Regions from separate parts of the Larimichthys crocea genome. Here region 1 is linked to region 2. A link is a contact called in public Hi-C data. All regions are on one chromosome and are shown on one strand. The core of a region is the stretch at or near the end of the contact, and the rest is flanking DNA. Distances in the headings are between cores, read along the strand shown.

The links. Hi-C and Micro-C count contacts between places; a contact is called where the count stands out from the background.
Region 1: a contact with region 2 is called in a Hi-C map of muscle, with 2.7 times the contacts expected there. The contact joins the promoter of nudt3b here to the promoter of LOC109141608 in region 2. A contact is called at or near these places in 2 of 7 Hi-C or Micro-C datasets (both in muscle).

Annotation. Positions count from the first base shown.
Region 1 is chrVI:7,330,939-7,336,710 of L_crocea_2.0, reverse strand. It overlaps nudt3b (nudix (nucleoside diphosphate linked moiety X)-type motif 3b), which reads right to left and starts at 2,696. Exons shown (of 5, transcript XM_010742568.3): 1 at 2,302-2,696; 2 at 959-1,069. The coding sequence starts at 2,400.
Region 2 is chrVI:7,057,131-7,063,500 of L_crocea_2.0, reverse strand. LOC109141608 (neurofilament medium polypeptide) reads left to right here and starts at 1,917. Exons shown (of 4, transcript XM_019272626.2): 1 at 1,917-2,185; 2 at 3,156-3,634; 3 at 3,751-3,898; 4 at 4,035-5,565. The coding sequence starts at 1,925. The coding sequence ends at 4,421. LOC104918393 (immunoglobulin-like and fibronectin type III domain-containing protein 1) reads left to right here. Exons shown (of 24, transcript XM_019272620.2): 22 at 217-513; 23 at 782-1,108; 24 at 1,229-1,581. The coding sequence ends at 1,233.

The DNA of each region.
Region 1 (5,772 bases), core at 1,447-3,946, 270 kb before region 2:
CATGGTGATGCATTGAGTTCTACTCAAAGTCACCACAGAGTTTCTTTTAGGACTTTTAACAGACCTCGGTAGTGATGCGACATTATTTTTGACCCTGTGGAAATGTGTTGGCAAGCCACAGCGTCCTGCAACCGCAAAAGCTACCGAGCAGCAGGAGCCAGGATAAAGGATGAATTCGGCATCCATCAGCGGGATGAATCGCACACACAGAGAATAGGCTCTATACGGTGGGTGACCCGCCAAGAGCTGACAGCCGGTTAAGATTCAGTGTCTTCAGTGCCCTGTCGCCTTTCTGATGCCCAAACGGTGAACAGCGTGTATACAAGAGGGATACCGGAAATGAAGGGACAGACGTGGCCTGTATACCGATTTCCAATAGGCTTCAGAACTGTTTACTAATTATTGCTACCCATCATCTTCAACACATAGGAACTTAAAAAAATGCCTCAGACAAGGCTGCCACTACAAAAATAGACCTGTCTGAAACATACAAAGAACGAAAGCTGATTGTTTCCCCTCAGTTACCGTATTTGTGGGATTGGATAGTGCTGCAGTGTAACCTCTAGTTTGTCAGTGTTCAATCTCAGTGTGTCCTCCTTTGACACCTAAACACTGCTTTGTAACATGACGCTATGATACAGCTTACATGTTGCTAGGCTCTCCCTCTGTCTGTCTATGCAAACAGGATGACTGCATTGACAGAATGGGTTTTTGAGAGCAAGGTATTAGGCCCAGTGTTAAATACAGACATGATTTAATAGGAATGAAACACAATACATATTATGTGCCACGCCGCTAATGGAAATCCATTCTCAGAAGAATATTCCTGGCTATGCACTAAGTCTAGAAAGGCATCTACGTTTTGGATACAAAAGGTCAAGAGAAGTTTGCCGCGGCAGTCTACACAGGTATAAATCAGGCATAAATTCATTAGAATAAATATTAAAAAACAGTTTACCTCTTCACACACTTCACGAGCTGCGGCAACACTGGGCTCCTCCTCGGGCTCCATTCCCCCTCCAGGAACTATCCACTTGTCGGGATGTCGACTACTGCTCACCAGCAGCACCTGAAAAAGCGTCCAGTACAAAACAAGACTGGTTAAGGCACTACAGTCTCAGCTCGGTGTACACTGGTGTGTTTTCACATTACACAAGTGTTGCTGCTTGAGCAAGACATTCAGTGATCTGTGTTAAACATGTGACAGCTACCTTTTAACTAGAAAGCGACAGCTGGACATCATGTGAAAGAAGTTAACTCGCTGTATGATTCAAAGCAGTTCAGGCACTTGTTTACTTAAGAAGGCATGAGTCACTGACACTGCACACAGGCATGGTTAGTTCATAGTGAAATCCTGACGCTTGGCTGAGTTTCTATCTTACGTGCAGGTCACACAGATGTGTTTCCTGTGATGTTGCTCACAATCTGACCCCCCCTTTTTTTTTTTTTACTTTTAACCAGAATGAGGAAATAGTTTAGTCACAATCCTGCTTAAAACAAAACTAAATGTTTCCACTACAAAAGACATCTTTGTGCGTGATGTTGACTTGGACATAAGCTTCCCCAATCGCCTCTGATCTCGAGTAACCCTTTGCAGGCTGACTCTGAGTGGTTTTATGTGGGAGGGCGCACGGAGGCAGCGACTGGCACATTACGTTAACTACGTGGTGAAATGTGTACACAGCCAAAACAGTCGAATAAATCGTCCAAATGTTAGTATCACGAGTTTAATTTCACGTAAACAACGCAAAAAAACAAAACAAAACACAGTATCTCTACCAGTGTTGTCTGCTGCTACGAACTTAGCCAGTCCAATGTTTAGTTAGCAATACCAGTTGCACGGACGCTTCAAATGACGCGTGTAACGTGAGTAAATAAACATATTAGCCTGCCGCTTTTAAAAGTTAACGGTGATTTATACTCTGCCACATCTCATCGTGATAAAAATCCCCGCTCACCGCAGCCTGTACCATAGGGGGGCTGTGGTCGTTGTTGGCCGAGAGCCGGCTGCCCACAGCGGCAGCACGGCTAGTTAGCATTAGCATGCAGCTAACGGACTGGCTCCTCCGGGTTGCTACACGCTCAGCTAAAGAGGCTTACATAACACCTGGGTAAGTACCAGCTGAAAACCGACGTTTAATGCACAACTTTAGGGCACAATGTGATGGTTTAAGAAAGGAGTGAGTCATCGTTTCAAACCGATAAATGTACCGACACACAGAGACAGAGATGAGACTGGGAGCAGCTAACCGCTACTAATGTTAGCGCGGCCCTGCCAGACAGCTACATCCCCGGACTCACCTCCTCCTCAGCCTCGCTCCTGAAGCACAGACAGGCGGCCCGCTTCTTGTACCCATCCCCGTCGTACGTCCGGGTTTGGTTTGACTTGAGCTTCATCATTTCAAAGGGCACAAAAAGTTCAAAAGTACAGCTAAGTTTACCACTTGTAAAGGTGACGGTTGTAGACGCAAAGTCCTCCTCCGGGGAACCTCGGTGTTTCACTTAAAAGAAATAACTTCTTCTTCGCTTCATTTTCACAAACCTAGGCACATCTACGGCACGGTCGCCATTACAAGGAGCCGCTACGCCCACTACGTAATTTAACCTTTAACGGCTCGGGTAACGTAAGAAAATTACCTAACGGGCGTTGACGAATTGGGGCAACGGCTACGGGAAAAACGCAACACCACGCTCTGACTGGAGTGAGCCGGTGAAGGGAAACTGGCACTTTTGGCTCCAACTAGCTCGAGACGGCCACTTGTTTGATGTAATTAAATTTATACCGCCATACTTTGAAAATATAAAACATAACGTTATCCACGTAACAGGCTGTCAAACTTATAAAATGGGTTAAATGCTGGTTTGAGGCATCAGTTTCAGCACCGCAGGTGATGGACAGCGCCAAGCATGAGCCTCAAATCTGATCCAGGTTCAAGTTTAATTATCACATATGATCATGCAGTCATGGTGAAACTCACCCCCATCAATTTGATCGTTAAAAATAATGTGAAATAGCTTTTTATTGTGAACTAAAATGGTAGGTTTGTCTTGTAACAACTCACACGTTGAAACAATTAATAATTTAATTAGTCTATGGAAGATTAAATAGCAACTTTCGGATAATCAATTAATAATTTGAGTTATTTTCCAACCAAAAAAGCCACTTGCTTTCTGAAATTTCCCAATTTGATGCTTCTCTTTGTCATATATGATAAACTGAATATCTGTATTTTGAAATGTTGGTCAGATAAAACAAGCAATTTAAATATGCCACACTGAAAAATGTCACTATCTTCTGACATCGTACAGACAGAACAGTTTACAGATTTAAAGACAAAATAACCCGGTTATTAATTGACATGGAACATTATTGTTAGTTGCAGCTCTTGCATGACTTACAAAGTTATTTAATCACAAAAATTGTTGCCAATTAAGCAATTATCTTGCAATCTAGCAGCTCTCAGTACAAAGGGTGTATAAAAAATACTCATAAATAAGAAATTAATTTATAAAATATATACTTGAAATAGAAAACAGTAAATATAATTAATACAGGAAAAATGAAATTTCACAGTGTAATATAATTTAAGTGAGATGTAAATATGGTTCTGCATATAAATAGTGAAATCATAACAGTGAAACAGTGTTACATTTGATCATGGCGGTGTTAAAGTGGTGGTAAATCTTATTTCAGTCAAATAACTGATTAATAGTCATGCCAGGGTCAAAATCACCAATACTGATATTGATACATTTTGTCATTCAAAGTGGCTGATGTGGGTCGAAGGCAGCCAAGTTCCATGATTCATGATGTGAATGCATAATTAATAGGCTAATTTGAAATAAACATTTATCTGCTAATTAATTTCTCAGATGAATATTAAAACACAAGGCAGTTTTAATGGCAGATTAACATTTATGACATGGATTCTCTGAACAAATGAGATGATCGCCGCAGTCATGCATCAGCAGGGGAGGTAATCGTGCATGCACTGATCTTCATGTGCTTACAACATGATCCTTCTCTGTTTCACTCAAATCTTTGTCCTTTTTCCAAGAAAATCTTTTTTTCCTTTTTCCTCACTTTTTTTGCGCTGTTGTCCAATTCCATCTTATCCGCATTGTCCTCACAGCTATCATGTGTGTATTTATGTATATATCAGTAATGACTACTAACACTTTCAAATGTGTATACCTGCACGTTCCACAGATCATTTCTCCCAAGATTGAAATAGGGCATGGTACATGGTATGGTGAATGGCTTTTCCAGTTTAGTCAGATATCTTATATGGCTACAGTGTATATATATATTATTAAATTAAAGAAATAATATAGATGGATGGGGTCAAAGTAGCTCAATGTGCTGTATGTGCTTGTACAAACTCATTTTGAATAAATGATCTACTCACTCGCCATCTACAAAAATATACACTGACTAACAGCATGTAACTTTAGTAGTAAAAATAACTGTGAAGGGAAGTCTGGAGCCTGTATGCAAAGCAATAAACACTCACAAACACATATACATATCTATATATGTATTTATACATTGTTTTTTTTTTGGTGCTTTAAAAAAAAGGATAAACAAACAATCACTGACAAAAACAAATGACTTGAGTTCAAAGCTCTTTATCTCAGTGTATCCAATAACTTGTTCTCTAGGGCACTAGATAGTGTCTTTCAACACTCTGCACACTGACTCACTGCCTCCAGTAATGACAGAGCAGATCAACTGATGTGGATCAGAACTCTTTAGTGTCAATCAAACTGATTTATGCCTCAAAGTATCATCGGAGATTTAGTGGAGATAATGCAACTGTTGTGCTCGTCAGCACAACACTATTTCACATAAAAAATAATTGTTTCAGCGAAATACAGTCCAATTTACATCTGATACAAATCATCAACATAATGGTTTTTTTTTATATATATGAAGTCATAATTGTTCAGGCTGTTGTACTTCTGTACTGCTTTATTGCCCATGTTACTTTGTGTCATTTTATTGCTTCTTTCACAGATGTGTTTGTCTTTCTGTTGACGTCACATTGTTTTTGCTGCTGCAACAATCTAATTTCCCACTGGATCAATAAAATTTCTTCACTTCTTCATTTCCTCTCAAGGTTTTCTTCAACAGATGCTGACATTTAAAGTGGATCTTACTTTTCTCTTAGCATGTCAGATGGCTCTTCATTAAAGTAAATCGCTGCCTTCCCCATCCAAAACCTGTTTAGTGTCAAAGACAGAGAAATTATCTTTTCAAATGTTGCAAGTATGGACAAATATTGTATAACATGACAAATGTATTTTTGTAGAATTAGACAGGTATCTTTTATTTCATCTTTACTATTCACTACTCATTTGTCAGTTACACACTTTACATGCTAAATATGGAAATACAGGAGGTTAACACAAACACATATAGTATCATTCATGTACTCGTGTTGTTGGATTAGACTTCTGGGTTATATTATCAGGTGTAGCTGATATATGTTCCCCTCAGCACATGACGCTGTATGTAAAAAGGCATTGCGGTTTTAAATCAGAACTAGAATCAGAAACAGGTTTATTGTCATGTAGGTTTCACAAACAAGGAATTTGTCTTGGTGTTTATTAAAATTCTAGAAGACATGAATACATGTACATGTGTTTTTTTTTAAACTGAAAAGAGCTGTACAGTTTGATCCCCGATAAAGTCTGTCCGTGACATTGTGTCCACCGCCGCTTGTTCTAGTGCATTACAGGAAAACCATTATACATTGCAGGAAAGAAAAT
Region 2 (6,370 bases), core at 668-3,167:
ATCAAAAATGCCATGAAAAATATGTTTCCATGGTTATGTTAGTTAAAATCTTAGTAAAAATGATTTACCATAACATTGTTGCCATCTGTTTCGAGCTAATATAAGGACATCATTGTTCTGACTAGAACCTTCATGTCCTTTCTACATAACAATGGTAGGGTTCAGATTGAAAATCAGCATACTAACCCTGCATCTCTGTTACTCTAAATCTTGTAGATGATCCGAAGCCTCCAGGGCCAGTTGAGCTGGATGAGAACATCCCTGGGACAGTGACTCTGTCCTGGGCTTCCTCTCCAGATGAGAAGAGAGATGACCGACTGCACTACATGATATCCAAGCGGGACGCCGTCAAACGCACTTGGAGGACAGTGGGAGACAACCTCTTCAACAATAAGTTCACAGTTGTCAACATCTTGCCTGGACGAGAGTATAACTTCAGAGTATTTGCTAAAAATGATATGGGTCTTTCACCACCTTCTGTGTCCCCTCCATTTGAAACCAAGAAGCAAAGAGGTTTGTGCATCCGGTTGAATTATATCTGAATCAATTATCACTTTCACTAAAACGTTGTTCAGTGATGAATTCTGAAAAGCAACGGAGAGAGAGGCAAAAGTCGCTTTTTACTTTTAGTCTGAGAAACAACCGTTAACATGACTTCTACTCTCAAAAGCATTGTTAGTGATTCTACATTAATTTAGGGAAAGTTGTCCACTTTTGTAATCTCAGTCGTTGCAATTGTGTAAAACCTTAAACTTTATACATTTATTTCTTTGCATTTCAGAAAAGTTCAAACTAAACACACGAGAGAGAAAACCCTTGGACCTCGAGTCACCTCCATCATTTATCGTCCGCCTGAAGAGGCGTACACCTCCAGAGGGTTACGACTGCTACATGACCTGTGCGGTTAAGGGTAATCCAGCTCCACGTGTGACATGGTACCGCAACAACATCAGCCTGAACGTGAATGCAAACTACTACATCACCAATGTGTGTGGAGTCTGCTCTATGCTCATCCTAAAGGTGGGACCCAAAGACATCGGGGAATACAAAGTCATGCTTGAGAACAAACTGGGGACGTCTGAGTCTTCAATGATGCTGAATGTCAGAGGTATTTATGCCTGGTTAAGTTTTAAGAATTACACATTTTTCAGTAAAGAAACTAATGAAATATTCAAGTGTGCAGTATGATGATAAAACAACCTGAGAGTATCAATATGTCCCTTTACAGAGTGAAGAAGAGATGCAGCTGCTGACCAGAAATTAACCAACCATTAATTATACCTTGACTTGGTGACAACTTATGTTCATTTTAAGCTACTTAATTTCCCACTAGTGTGATGCACGGCTATTTAAACACTTACTGTAACACACTTTAGAAAGCTTATAAATCTTCCCCGAGAACAGGGCATGTGGACTAGGAGAGCCAGGGATCGGACCACCGATCTTCTGATGAGTGGATGACTACCTCCTGAGCCACACCCGCCCCATGAATTGTGTGTTTTGGGAATAAGGTTATATGCTGCATTATTAAACTTTGGAGATATGAAATCATCTGGCTTGTGTTTACTAGAGATGTGATCACATACACTGCGAAATAAAACATGTTATGTTGCCAGTTTTTGTGTCGAATGATAATTATTTAAATGTAAATGAAACAAAGCAAAATATGAGTTAGGAATGCAGGACTTTTCAATTCAATTAAGTATTATTACACTGATATTTCATTTGAGTAGTGGGTCTGAGCACCATAACTGCAGTTACATAATATGCTGTCACACCCCTCACCCCCAGCAGTTGCTTTGAATATTATGGGGTGGGGGTCCAATGACTGACTAGGTCAAAGGGTCTGGCATTGTAGACAACGTGATAGTAAAACCAGAGCAGAAGCCACACTTTGCTGTGAAGGCACATACCTCTTCAAGTCATGTCCAGGCGGAAGTCCAAGAAGCCGCCACAAGATGACGTTTCCATTTTGTTGGACTCATCGGTACCAAAGTCCAGAAGAAAGAGGAACTCCCATGCTTCTCCAGCTTTGTTGTTCATCATCTTTACTGTCGGGGCCTCTGTAATGGGATGGTTCTGTGTACAACAGCAGCAAAGCCTCGCCCAGCTGTCAGAGTCTTGTACAACGATGCAAAAGAGAATCACGAGCCTGCAGCAGGTGATGGTGATGACGCACGCACAGGTAAGTCTTTAACTTTCTCACCTGTGGTTTCTGCTCGTTTGGAAAACTCATTAAAAAAATATCTTTTTCTGTTGGCTTATCGTGTAATAAAGTGAAATTGAGTCGATATCTAATATCATTCGAGTACATAATTTCAGCCTTGCAGGACGGGAGGGCGGTAAAATGTGTGTAAGCTAGTTAAAGAGAACGTCACGCACCGGAAATTGGCATTTTTCCTTCAAAATAAAACAATGAACTACGTTGTGAGTTTGTTGAGTGTGTAAACATGAACGAATGAACAATTTAGTGTGTGTATAACGAAACAAACCGACCTCATTTGTAGTTCGTGCCATGTATACAGTAGGGTAACATGAATGAAAGTTTTAGTCAGGAGGTTATTTTGAAAAGCTTACGTTGTAAGACATGTTAAAGTGACTGACTTGACATAGTAACACCTGTTGTTTTTTTTAGGACTGTGAATAGCTTCATGTTCACATTCTCAGGCCCTCATTGTGAAATACGCATCATGCCAGATAGCTTTAATTAAAAGCAGTTATTACTACTATAGTCTGTCATTCAATTCAATGTATTTGTCACATATAATCATGAAAAAGTAATTTTAGTGAAATGATACATGTAGGTTATTTTGTATCGCAAACTATAGTAGTTTGAAACTGGTTTATCTAGGACATTAAATATGTGACAAAAATGATATAAACATCTAGTATTGCTATAGGGTGATTTGTAACACTGCTCACAACAGCCGAATTCACCTAGAGATATTCAAATAATAGCTACCACAGTATAAACTATATTTGAATTTTGCTGACAGTTGATAAATTCATATCTTTTTTTGGTAGGCTACAGTATTTTTCATATCTCACAACTCAATTTGCTACAGCAGTATGACAGCTCAGTCTGACATAAATGTTTCAACTGAGTCAAACCACATAATAAACACCTTTATTCTATAATTTCTCTCACTCTTTAGACTGAAACAGACTGGGATGTGGAGGAGAGGATCTTTGCCCTGGAGGAGGCTCAAAAACAGGCTCAGGAGAGTGCTGCGGTCTCTCTGGCAGCATCAGAGAAGTTGATGAACTCTGACATCTACTTGCAGCTTTCAGACCTCCACGATGAGATGGACACCAGATTGGTTGAGATAAAGCAGGTCTCCCTATCCTTCACAACTCTCCAGGACATATTCAAGAGCCGGAGTGAGGAGTTTGAAGTCTTTAAGGAGAGCGTAGTGGCCAGTTTGAACTCCAGCTCAGCGTTGGTTGAAAATGTGACTGGGCTAACCAATGCTGTGGCAAGTGCATATTCCAGAGTTGACGAGCAGATTGCATCAATGGATGGTCTTAATGCACGGTTAGAGGGACACGTCTCAGAGCTGAATGAGCTCAAAGAGTCAATGCACCTTTATAATGTTGCACTTCACACAAACAACCAGAAGACAGCTGCAGTAAAGTAAGCTCAGTTTGAATTTATCTGCACGTCTATACAGTGTCTTATTTTGTTGAACTTGCTGACTTTCCAAAGACAGGCATTAAGGCATAAATCTATGTTGTGTGTGTGTTTATCAGTGGGCTTGAGGAGGCTGAGCAGGCTGTGGGTGCCCAGGCATTAGAAGTGATGCTCAGTTCAGTGCAGAGGAGTCTGGACGAGCAGTTTCTGACCTCACAGACCCTCCACAGCAGTGCCATGGTTCAGCCGCAGACCTTCCACACCCAGGTATAACCCTGCTGCTTTTAATAAGACTATTCTTGAAGATACCTCATCATTTAAAGTATCTTGTGGTAGCACATTGTTTTTAAAGATGCAGCTATTGAATTCCATTAGGGATAATAAACTATCTATCTATCTCAAGGACGATCCAGCAGCAGCAGAAGAGTTCTTCTCCACTACAGGACAGAATGCCACTGAGCTTCAGGATAAGCTAAAACATGTTGAAGAAAAGGCCAAGCAGCAGGATGCTGAAGATGAAGCAGATGAGGAGGCAAAGGAAGTGGAGGCAATGCAGGAAGAAGAGCCACTTGAAGCAGAACTGGAGGGGGAAGAGGAAATTACGCCAGAAGAGCAAGAAGATGAGGAAATTACAGGACAGCGTGAGCCGCAGACTGTAGATGGTCACGTTATGGACATTATGGAGTCTTTGGAAGAGGAGATATCTGAAGAAGTTGGTGAGATTGTAGCAGAAGAGTCAGCTGAATTAAACAGTGAGGTCTTCATTGATGAAAATGAAGAGGACGAGTAGTTGTGCAACTAGTTGTTCAATAGGTTGATCATCTGTAAATCAATAATGTCTACCGCTATTTCCTCAACTTAAGACTGTGATTTTAAGTCTTATTTCGATAAATGGGAACCATGCAGCACACTTCTTTTAACCAGCTGCTGATTTGTAGTATTTGTTTTATTCTACTTGTGTGGTTGTCCGACACAGATTTTGTCAAGTGAGCTGTTGGTCACTGAAAAGCATGAAGAATTTTAAACTTTGATAAGTACCTATGTAATTCCATATTTTTAGGGTTTTTCTTCTCTTTAACATATATATTGCCTCATTAGAAATTACTTTTATGAATTTAAGTCTTGACAACAAGTATTGACATAAGGTATAATTGCTGTTCAATACGAAATGTACAGTCAGTAGAAAAATGGGAAAGACTGGGGGGAAAAAAGTTTCCTTTATCAGACCTGAAAAAGACTGTAACTGTGCACGAGATGAACAGGTTACAGAGAGTTTGATGGAAATGACAGTTCATATCAAGTAATTTTAACAAACTCACAATGACTCTGTTATAAAATTGGCATGACAAAACATATTTGAAACTATATGAAAGAGTAAATGACTGTGACTGACACATGTACATATATAGTGCCTCTCACTGTAAAGTTATTTATGGCACCAACATGCTGTGCACATGTAAGTACATGTGTTGCTACTGGTACATCCTGTTCTCTTGTCATGAAGCCCCTTTGTGAAACTGTTTTCTGCCAGCAGGTGGTGCCTGATTATCACCACAATGATGAAGAGTAACCAACAAATGTGTTAGAGGAACCAAAAGAACTTTCTTTCTAAACAGGAGACGTGTTAATGTCTCGTGATTTTTGTCTTGGTTATGAAATTATGAAGAAATTGAAGTTCAGCTAACAACTTGCTGCATATGTTATCATGTTGTGCAGACCTAACCCTCTGTGACATCCCGTCTGAACCAACACTGATTGAAAAGCAACATTAACCACATGTCGTTTATTTGAAATGACTCTTAGTTCCTATGAGATTGCTGAATAAAGCCTAGAGACCAGTGGTCCTGTTAATGTCGATTTTCTTTTTCATTTAATTTGAAGAATTTTTAATTACATGAATTCCTAAGGACAAAACAACAAAAGGGGTGCATGATGGCCAGGTATATGTTTAATGTTGCTGCCAAAGCAAAATCTTATTGGAGGTGTAACTGTTTAAAGTTAAACGCGTCATTGTTACATCTTTAATATGATGAAGTGCTTACATTTTACTAGTACATACAAAAGCTACATGTTTAGCTAAAGATATGGGTTTAAAAAACAAGAATCATGTTTGTACAGCAAGAACATTAAATAAATCCACAAATACAGGCAGGCTCGGGCGAGGTTTGCTCTGACAGCCATCTCTGAAATCTCTGAAACTGAGACATAAAATGTGGATCGCCACCTGAAACCACCAACATTTTCTTTTCAACATTCACAGATGCGTGTTGAACCTTTACTAAATATTTTGTGCTAAAACTTGTCGCATTCCACATAAGTAGCACAGAAATATCGCACCCGGTTAGATTCCCTTTTTAGGACAACAAAATTCAAACAAATGACCTGTGCTAACATCATAAATGAAAGGTATGTAAGCTTGTCTCAGCTCATCAACATGCAGCCTCCAGCTTGATTACACTGGAGATAGCTCTCACCCTCACCTCTGTGTATTTTTTGTATCTGTTGTTATACACTCTTATCTCATCCTCACCACTGTATATGTAGTATAGTATACTTCCTTTTGCATTCAAACAGAATGATACCCAAATTAATAAACATTTTTTTAAATTCACATCTTTAGAATGTACCCCATAAAACACCATTATTGAGACTAATGATGCTTTTCTTCTTTTCTTTTTTTTTGCAGAGTCCCTTGAGAGCCCTTGTGAACAATACTGCTGTCATATCCTTGTGTCCACA